Linked DNA regions of Mus musculus: region 1 is linked to region 2. A link is a contact called in public Hi-C data. All regions are on one chromosome and are shown on one strand. Each heading gives the region's core, a stretch centred on a gene start, on an enhancer-like site or on the middle of the called end of the contact. The rest is flanking DNA. Distances are from core to core; before and after follow the strand shown.

The links. Hi-C and Micro-C count contacts between places; a contact is called where the count stands out from the background.
Region 1: a contact with region 2 is called in a Hi-C map of myocytes, with 2.7 times the contacts expected there. The contact joins two enhancer-like sites. A contact is called at or near these places in 1 of 484 Hi-C or Micro-C datasets (myocytes) and 2 of 115 datasets of contacts at active chromatin or transcription factors (fibro-adipogenic progenitors and large pre-B cells).

Annotation. Positions count from the first base shown.
Region 1 is chr1:82,197,262-82,201,603 of GRCm38.p6, reverse strand. No RefSeq gene overlaps it. Among named protein-coding and RNA genes, the nearest start is that of Mir6344, 68 kb to the right of the region's middle. Within about 2 kb of position 1,478, at least 67 of the 459 cell types and tissues checked have an H3K27ac peak or open chromatin away from gene starts, as enhancers often do. A contact at or near this core is called in myocytes, where this site is marked.
Region 2 is chr1:81,669,304-81,674,080 of GRCm38.p6, reverse strand. No RefSeq gene overlaps it. Among named protein-coding and RNA genes, the nearest start is that of Mir6344, 460 kb to the left of the region's middle. Within about 2 kb of position 2,095, at least 15 of the 459 cell types and tissues checked have an H3K27ac peak or open chromatin away from gene starts, as enhancers often do. A contact at or near this core is called in myocytes, where this site is marked.

The DNA.
Region 1 (4,342 bases), core at 229-2,728, 530 kb before region 2:
GGTTTCCCTTGTCTGTGGGGACATCTCCAATACCACTCAGAATCATTATGTTTTGATTTTGAATGGAACAAAGAGAAGAAGAATTTATAGGCGGGATGGGGTGCGGGGGTGGGTAGGGACCAATGAGTGAGGGTGGTGGAAAGAAGAAAGGAAGATGTCAGAGCTCATGATGAGCCTTGAAAGGGGAATTCAGGCTAGTGAATAAGAAAAATTATGTCCATTCATAGAGCCGCTGTTCCCACGAGTAGGATCGTGGCTTGGGTATTTACATAAATGACTTATACTATTCGTTTCGACAAATTTTTCAGATGGCAAAATGGAAGTGTAGAAGGTACTCAACCCCTTAAGATGTGTGTCCACTCCCCTCAAAACAGAAAAAAAAAAAGCCTGGAGATCCACAAAAAGTTGTCCACCTAGCAGAGCACCCCCTGTCTTACCCCACCCTCCCCCGCCCGCCCCGCTGTAATACTCCTCAAGCTAACTGGAGAAGCAGGTACAGACCAAGAGATGTGTGTCAAGACTCTGGATCCTTTTGAGACAGATGAGAAGAGGCGCCGAGGAAGGGTTGGATGGGTTACTGGCGCTCCCACCAGAGAGGTTTTGAAAATGAGTTACAGTTGGTCAGGAGGGAGAGAGAATTGGTCTCAGGGCAACTGGCTGGCAGCAGGTACTGGGTTTTTCATGGGCTGGGAGTTCCAAGCACACTGAAGACTTTCTGGGCTTCTGTGTTAGTAAAAGAGGAAGCCCTTGAGATAACAGGGGAAGGTTCATCTGGCAGCACTGCTGGGAATGCGCCTGCCCGCCCTGCAGTTTGTGGGATGCGGAAAAGGTATCCCCTTACGTCTTCCAGTTTGCTTCAGTGCATGTTCTCAGAGAGTAAACATATAACACAAGAGCCGTTCAGCTTGTGGTATTTGTTATTTTTGACATTCCTTCCACTTTCTATGAATATTAAAAACGCTTTTGATCTGTCTTAAGCATTTCTTAGTGTTATTGGTTCCTCATTAGGACAGTGTCTTCTAAAGGTCTAATTCATGTGACTTCTTTAATATGAGTAGCTTTCTACTTTCTCTCTCTCTCTCTCTCTCTCTCTCTCTCTCTCTCTCTCTCCCTCGTCTTCTTTTTTCTTTTTCCCTTTTTCTTTTTCTTTTGCCACAGTTCAGTGTGGAGTTATAGTACTATTGAAAGAGAGAGAGAGAAAGAGAGAGAGAGAGAGAGAGAGAGAGAGAGAGAGAGAGAGAGAGAAACGGTTTCCTTGTAGTATATTTATAACTTCCTCTAGATTTAGAGCTTCATGATAGTGGAATAGGAAACTAAATATAACCCATGTTGTTTGTTTTTCCTCAGAGGCCTTTTGGGCCTCAAAAAGAAGGGAGGAGAATGTGAGCTTTGTGGAAAAGGCTTTAGTGTGAATGAGCAGCTGTATGCACCTCAGAGAGACAGTTTGTTGCTAAAAATAGAGGCTCTCTAAGAATAGCAACTCAAAGCATTTAATACCCAGATTCTGCCTGGGCAGAAATAAATTCCAGAGGAGTGTGTGATTAAGGAACGGGACTGCAGAAATCATCAGAGCTGTGGCCTCACAGCTAGGTTTGCATAATGCCACACCAGCCTCAAACAAATGTGCTTGCTACCAGTGCACCAGCCTTTTCTGGTCTCACCACAAAAATTAGGGTTCAGAGTAACAATGAAACCAAAAAGAAAAACAAAACAAAACAAAATACCAACAGTGCACAAAAGGGTATTTTTAGCAAGCTGAGCCAAATTGTTATTGAAATAAAGGAAACCGGGACAGCAAAGTAAGAAAGGCTCAAACAACAAGAAGATGAAGCCTTATGTTGGTGTGTGGTAATAGCTGGCTAAAGCATCCAGGTGGTTCACAACAACTTACCCCCGGCCCGGGGTGGGGGAAGTAGCTCAGTTGCTAAAGTCCTTGATTTGTAGGCATAAGACCTGCGTTTGAAATTTAGAACTCACATTTAGAAATCAGGCAGGGCATGATGTGGAGTCCCCTTGTTGAAGCAGGTAGATCCACTAGGCTCACAGACTAGCCAGTCTAGTCTACTTTATAAGTTCCAGGCGAATGAGGGGCCTGACTGAAAGAAAGCAAGATGAACAGTGCTGACAAATGACGTCCAAGGTTTTTTTTTTTTTTCCTGTCTTACACACACAGACACACCCAGACCCAGACCCAGACACACACACACACACACGTACACACAGATTGGCACACATAACAAAGAAAACTAATGTCTATTTCTGTCTTTTATAAAAGATTAGCTTAAGTTTATTTTTCGTGTATGAGTGCTTGCCTACATGTATATGCACTATTTGTGTTCCTGTGCCCTTAAGGCCAGAAGAGGGCATTGGATACAGATAGTTGTAAGTTGTAGTATCAGTGCTGGGTTCTGAACTCCTGTCCCTTGCAAGAGCAAACAGCTCTTCTAACTCTTCAGCTCCCATTTCTGCATTTTCTCATTTGTTAAATGAAGGTTCCTGGGCTATAATGCCCCATTTCTCTCATTTCTCATCTGTTCAGTTAAGATCTCCAGGGCTGGTATGTACCAATGGTAGAATGACTGCCTACCTTGATGGTTAGCTTTTAGTTGTCAGCTTCACAAGACATTGAATCACCTAGAGAGAGAGAGAGAGTCTTATTGAAAGAGTGTGTTCACTGGGTTGGCCCCTGAGCATGTTTGTGGGGGATTGTCTTCATTGCATCAATCGATGTGGGGGACCTACCCTAAATGTAGGTAGAATGCTCTGGTTGCAGTTCAGATGAAAGGACATGAAGAAGGAAAGCTACCATTTGCTCAGCTGGCCTTCCCACTTGTTGATGAATTCATCTACTCTGTTGCTGCTGCCGCTGATAATGGTGATTCCGATTATGATGATAATTCTTTTACTGACATTAGAATTAACTTCTTTGAACTTCAAACATGGACTGTAGATCAATAGCTCTTCAAGAACATTTCAGGCTCATGGCACCAGATTGAGACTATGAAGACACATAGTCTTGTAGACTGAGCATACAGGGTTCTGGGGCTCTGTGGTATGAGAAAGAAATTGCCAATCTTAGCAAGTCAGTCAGTCTAATAGTTCTCTTTTAGTATCAATTCATTGTATCAGTTCCTTGTATTCATTGTATTCCTGTGAAGAATCTTGACTAATATACCTAGCAAAGGAAAGGCTCTGGGTTCTTGTCTACTCTCCCTGCCCTCCCCCACCCCCACATGCACAGGCACACACGTATGCACATGAACTGAAAGCAAAACAATCTAGAGATCTGCTTTCTGTGATGGGTTCAGATATCTATGGTTTTATTTGATTATTTAACTGACACTTAGAACTAAATTGTGTTCACCCTCCCAAAATGTGTTTAGACCCTAGATCTACCCATGGAATGTTTGCAGAAAGTTGTCTGGGAAACCAGTAGGTTCCCCTGGTGGTGTGAGGGTTGGGTTTTCATGCTGGGATTAGTGGCCTTACGAGTATACAAAGAGATACCAGAATGTCTCTGTTTATTAAGACTTCTTTTTGGTCTCTCTTTACTCCTCTGTCTTTCCCACCTTCTTAAATTTCTCTCCTTCTCCCTATTCTTTTTCCATGAGAGTGCAGAGTGAGAAGGCAGGTACTCCAACATCTTTACATCTTATTCCTGGCCTCCAAAACATTGGGAGAATGAATGTACATGTTTTGTTTAAAGTCCTCACTGTGCTGTGTTTTGTTAACAGTAGAGTAGAAAGACCAACATAATCTCCATTGCCACTACTCTGTTGAAAACAAAAACAACACAGTAATGGCTTAGTAACTGGAGTCCAGACAAGTGAGCTTGTTTATTTTTCTCCATGTTTGTTTCCCTCTTTAAAAGAAAAAGGGGTTATTTTCTATTTAATTAGGTGTATGTGTGGGGAGTGTGCATGTGAGCGCAAGTGCCATCCAAGGCCAGAGGTATTAGACCCCTAGAAGGGTAGTTATAGGAGGTTGAGAGCTTCCTGATGTGGGTGCTGGGAACTGAACTCAGGTCTTCTGTAAGAACAGTACTTGCTCTCAGCCACTGAGCTATTTCTGAAGCCCCTGTCTTTTCTCTCTTTTATTAGAGATTACGGTCCTTTCAAGAGGTTAACAGGTAATGACATCACCCAATTCATTCTCTAATCCTAATTGGCCTGAAACAACGGTTAAGGCATTTACCCAATGCATATATTAAATTTTAATTAAAAGGCAAGATCAGAAATAAATAAAGGATGTTTGGGGCTGCTTATATTTAAACCACTCGTGGCACATCTTGGTTTTAAAATAGCAAATTGTTCAGATGGAGAATGATCTAGGTCCATAAGTA
Region 2 (4,777 bases), core at 846-3,345:
ACCGGATTAACTCTCTGAAACTGTAATAAGGTCTCAGTTAAATGTTTTCCTTTATAAGTAACCTTGGTCATAGTGCCTCTTCACAGCAACAGAACAGGAACTAAAAGAGCTGTCTTGATGTCCCTTGGGATTTTCTTTTTTTTGATGGCTAACTAGAACGGGAACAGTACCATGTGTAGTCTTATGCAACAGCCAAGAGATGTAAATGTGTAGTCCCAAGATGGAGATGAAGCTGACAAACTGATTTGAATCACCAACAAGCCAGAAAGACAATTAATAAGACCAGCAAGAAGGAAGAATTATATGACCTCCTCCTCTGTCTCTGGTTGCTTTATAGATAAGTGATTGTGATCTGTATAGTAATGGAGAATAACGATTTATATGGAATATAGAGTAGACCCAAACTGCAGGTGTGGCCTGATAAGGCTTGAGTTAGGGTAACATAAGAAAGTATTGTTATGTCTCAAAAGCCTGTCTGTCTCTATGCTTTGGGCCTTGGTTGGAGGGCAAGAAATTCTCTAGGACATGGCTGGAGTGAGAACAGTTTGTAATTATTCTGTATCAAAATTGTCATTGCCTTAATATGCCCTACCAGAGACTGATGGGGAGACAGTGTAAGAAAAAAAAAAACCTTAAATAGTACACAAAACTCACTTTAGGAATAGCAGAAAGTGTGTTCAGCAAGCCAGTTTCCTCCCAAAGTATTATGATTTGTTTCCCCAGGCACAGTGAGAGAGCTGACATGCAATTAAATCAAGCCAAGAGTCACTCCAGCCATCTTCATAACCCACGATATATAAACCATAATACATAAGGCATGTGCAGATATAGGAATTTGAAAAGTAAGGAATAATAAGAAAAGGCTGAAAAACTGTTGGAAATAAGGCCAAGCTTTCCAAAGAGTCCTGATAAGACTTGGGTAATTTTCTCAGCTATTTTCTGAACTGAACTATCATGATGTTAAATTTTGGTTTTGGTTTTATAATAAATGGTCATGTCAGCATATAATGTGGGATACTGAGAAAATACTTATTGGACTTAACATTTGTCTAGAAAGAAAAGCAAGTAATATATATCTGTTTTGAATGATACATCTTCTTGCCACTCATCTTGCAATAGAATTTATTTACTTATACCTGTGTTAATTTCCTCTTCTGGATTTCAATATGCCCTCCCTAACATTACCAAGTATCCTCTCTTGCTGTAAGATTATGTGGTATGGAAAAACATGTATCAACAGTTAAGGTTTAATTCTACCCAAACCTTTGATAAGTTGCTTGACTTCTAATTAGAACCATTCTATGTCAAACATAATCATATTTTGTGTGCCTCTAAAAATGGTAGCAGCATCCAAATTATTCCATTGCATTCCATTAAAAATCTGTGATGCTATGACATGCGGAATGCATGTTCCTAGCTTCTCTAGAAATATTTGAATATGACTGACTCTAATTTTAATAGTGGTGTGAAAGAGTTCAGCAAGGATATAATGAATGAAAACAGCAGCAGCTGTCAAAACATAACATTTGTGTTTGTTTGTATGTGTGTGTGTGTACGTGAATCTTACATGTTATGCTCTGTAGAGATTATGAGTCCCTTTGTTTCATTTTCTGAGCCTCTCTGCTAATTGAAAAAATGTTACAGTGACTAACCAGCTATACCTGCAAAGAAATGAAAAATTGTCCAAGGTTGTTTATTTTTAACTATTCTGGGTAACATGGACATTAATTAAAAAGTAGAACTCAATCCCAACCTTTCTTCCAATTCAGAAGCTCACTTAATATAGACATTTTATTGTAGCTTTCATATGACTTCAAGCACAATTAGAAAATTTTACATAACCGTGCTGTGACCATTGATAATACTCTAATCGATATAAAATCCTTACACTAGCTTAATTGAAGCTACTGCCAGAACAGAAGTAGTATTCTAGACTCACTCACAGTAAAGGAAGCCAAAGCTATCATTTATTTTATTTTCTACCTTGTGTGTTTAAGCACTTATCTTGCTATTGATCTACTACAAGTGGCCTCTAGTGGAAAGGAAAATTGACCTTTGCCAGAATGCAAGCTCTTAACAGCACAAACTGTCTGAATGATTCACTGTTGTCTCACTGATTCGGTTATGACTAAAACAGAACCAAGCATTCAGCAGGTGCTCGACACATATTGGTGTAATCCCTAATTTTGAGCAACTGTGTTTTAAACCAAAACCTCCATACCACTCACCTAAGAGAAGTCTGAATGGGATTCAAAATGGTGTTGTGAAAGGTAGCCTTCAGCCCGGATGCTTATCCCATTGTTGCCACAAAAAGTGGTTTATTATCTAAAGAGCTACCCTGGTTGGGCAATGGTGGCACACACCTTTAATCCCAGCACTTGGGAGGTAGAGGTAGGTGGATTTCTGAGTTCGAGGCCAGCCTGGTCTACAGAGTGAATTCCAGGACAGCCAGGATGGCACAGAGAAACCCTGTCTAAAAAAAAAAAAAACTAAACAGAAACTTACCCTACCTTCATCTCTGAGGTCTGTTCTAGCTGTAAAACTACACAGGCACGACTTGGTTTAATAACTTGTTTTCAATGTCAGCTTGCCATCAGTTTATTACTTCATTTTTTTCTTACTGCAATTAATGTCTTCATCTTGTGGTAGTGGGACAAGAAACATGATACACAAGCAAAACCATATATAGCAGAAAGATGACTGCATAGTCTTTGGATGGAGTGTTTGAAGGTTTGGCATAGTGAACTGGAATCCCAGCAGATTAACTCTGCCTCTGATTAGCGCATTGACTCACCACATGAATAACCACACATCAGATATTTGTCTTGGGCCAACTCTGGTTGACTCATAATCTATGGTTAAACATGAAGATCTGAGCTCCCTTTGATCTTCTTCTTGTGAACATTTCAAAGAAGATAATACCCTGTTATCCAGCAGAGCCAACCTGACTGCCACCCAGGATGGACCCAATCCCATTATTCACATTCTTTGGAGAAGAGGCAGAAGAGGAAGAAGGATGGAAACATTTCTTTTGAGTTTGTGATGAGTCTTGCAGAAGCTAACAGAAGTTATAATAGATTGTCTATCTTTGAAGAAATGTACCTACAAGCATGATTTAGATATTAATAAATAATTGTCATCCTCATGTCATTATTCAAAAACAAGTGTCTGGGGCCAATGACCTTTTTTGTCATTGTACAGTTATTTTTCACATGTGATTATGTGAGCATATTGTGTTTTGTATATGTGTATGTGTGTGTTGGCTATGTATATATGTGTGTGTGTTTATGTGTGCACATTTGGTGAATGCTTGCATGCCTAATCATGCTGTTCCCATGGAGGCCAGTGATCAGCATGTCCTCTGTCACTCTTACTCTCCCCTTTACATCTTGTGATGGGGCCTTTCAATAAATTGTACGTTCACTGATTCAGTCACATTGGCTGGCCAGAGAAACTCCTTGGATTTTCTTGTCTCTGACTCTCAGGGCTGGGATTATAGGTTCTTAACCATTCCCAACTTTTTAGTGTAGGAGTTGAGGATCTGAATTCAGGTCTTGTGCAACAATCGTTTTACCCATTTCCCCAGTTTTCCACACAGGCTTTTATGTGGACATAGATTGTTAACTACAGAAGCAAAAGTTGAACGAAGTTTGAGGTGGAAAGGGAAAGACTCAGAAAGCCTTGGAAGAAAAAAGCCACACTTGGTGATAAACATAACAAACAGTTGTCTGTGCTTGCCAAGGCTCACGTGACTTTTCAGTCTGTCTCGTCCATCTGTGTGTCAAAGGGATTGAGTTTTGTTATTATCTAAGGTAAATTCTTAGATATTGGTAGGATTTGACCTCAATTGGATCTATGGTTTACACGGACTGTCAAGGAACTCACAAGAAGCTGTTGCATTCTGCCTGGACCATCCATGGGGACAACAGTCCTTTCCTAACTGGGATTGGGAAAGAGAACCTCTTTGTTTATGGTGCAATCAAACAGCAAATAATCTGTGTGGATATATGGGCAGAATACAGCCAAATTACTTGAACATAAAGATACTATTGATTGTTTCATAGGAATGCCTATATCAGAAATAGTTTAGGGATTACTTTATATAAAATACAAATTTCTTGGGGACCAAACACTATGTCCTGTAATATCTCTGCATATTAGCTATTGTCTGTAGCTGAAAGTAGTAAAAATTTATTGATAACATTATAAATCTAACCACATTGCATTGTCAAATTAAACTTATCAAACATATATAAAATAAGAAGATGATTGTCATTTTTAATATTAATACCACATTTTAAGACAACTGATATAATAGGCCAGTAGGTGATCATAGTGTGCCTTATTCACCAAACTATTCCTCATTTAGCTAACCTCTAATGCCATTTTCAACACTAAGCATATAAAAACACCACCATTGAGTGTCCCAGAACTATGTAATATTATTAAGATGACATTAAGTAACAATAATCTTCCTTAGACTCAGGATTTAAATATGTATTACACCGAAAGAATACTATTGTGACTGTTTTTATATTTTTATTAAACTATATAAACCATAAATCCTAGAATTCTTTTGAAAATCAAATCTGTTGCTAGTTTGAGCTAGAGGTATAATGATGTGAAGATCAAAAGAAATGCTTGGGAAGCTGGCAACAAACACAGCTCTCCATTTGATATGACTGGAGATGAAGGACACTGGTGTCCAATGACTCCTGTGTTCTCTGTGTTCTCTGTCAATCAGGTGTGGAAATGGGTGTGTTTTTTTATTGGGGGA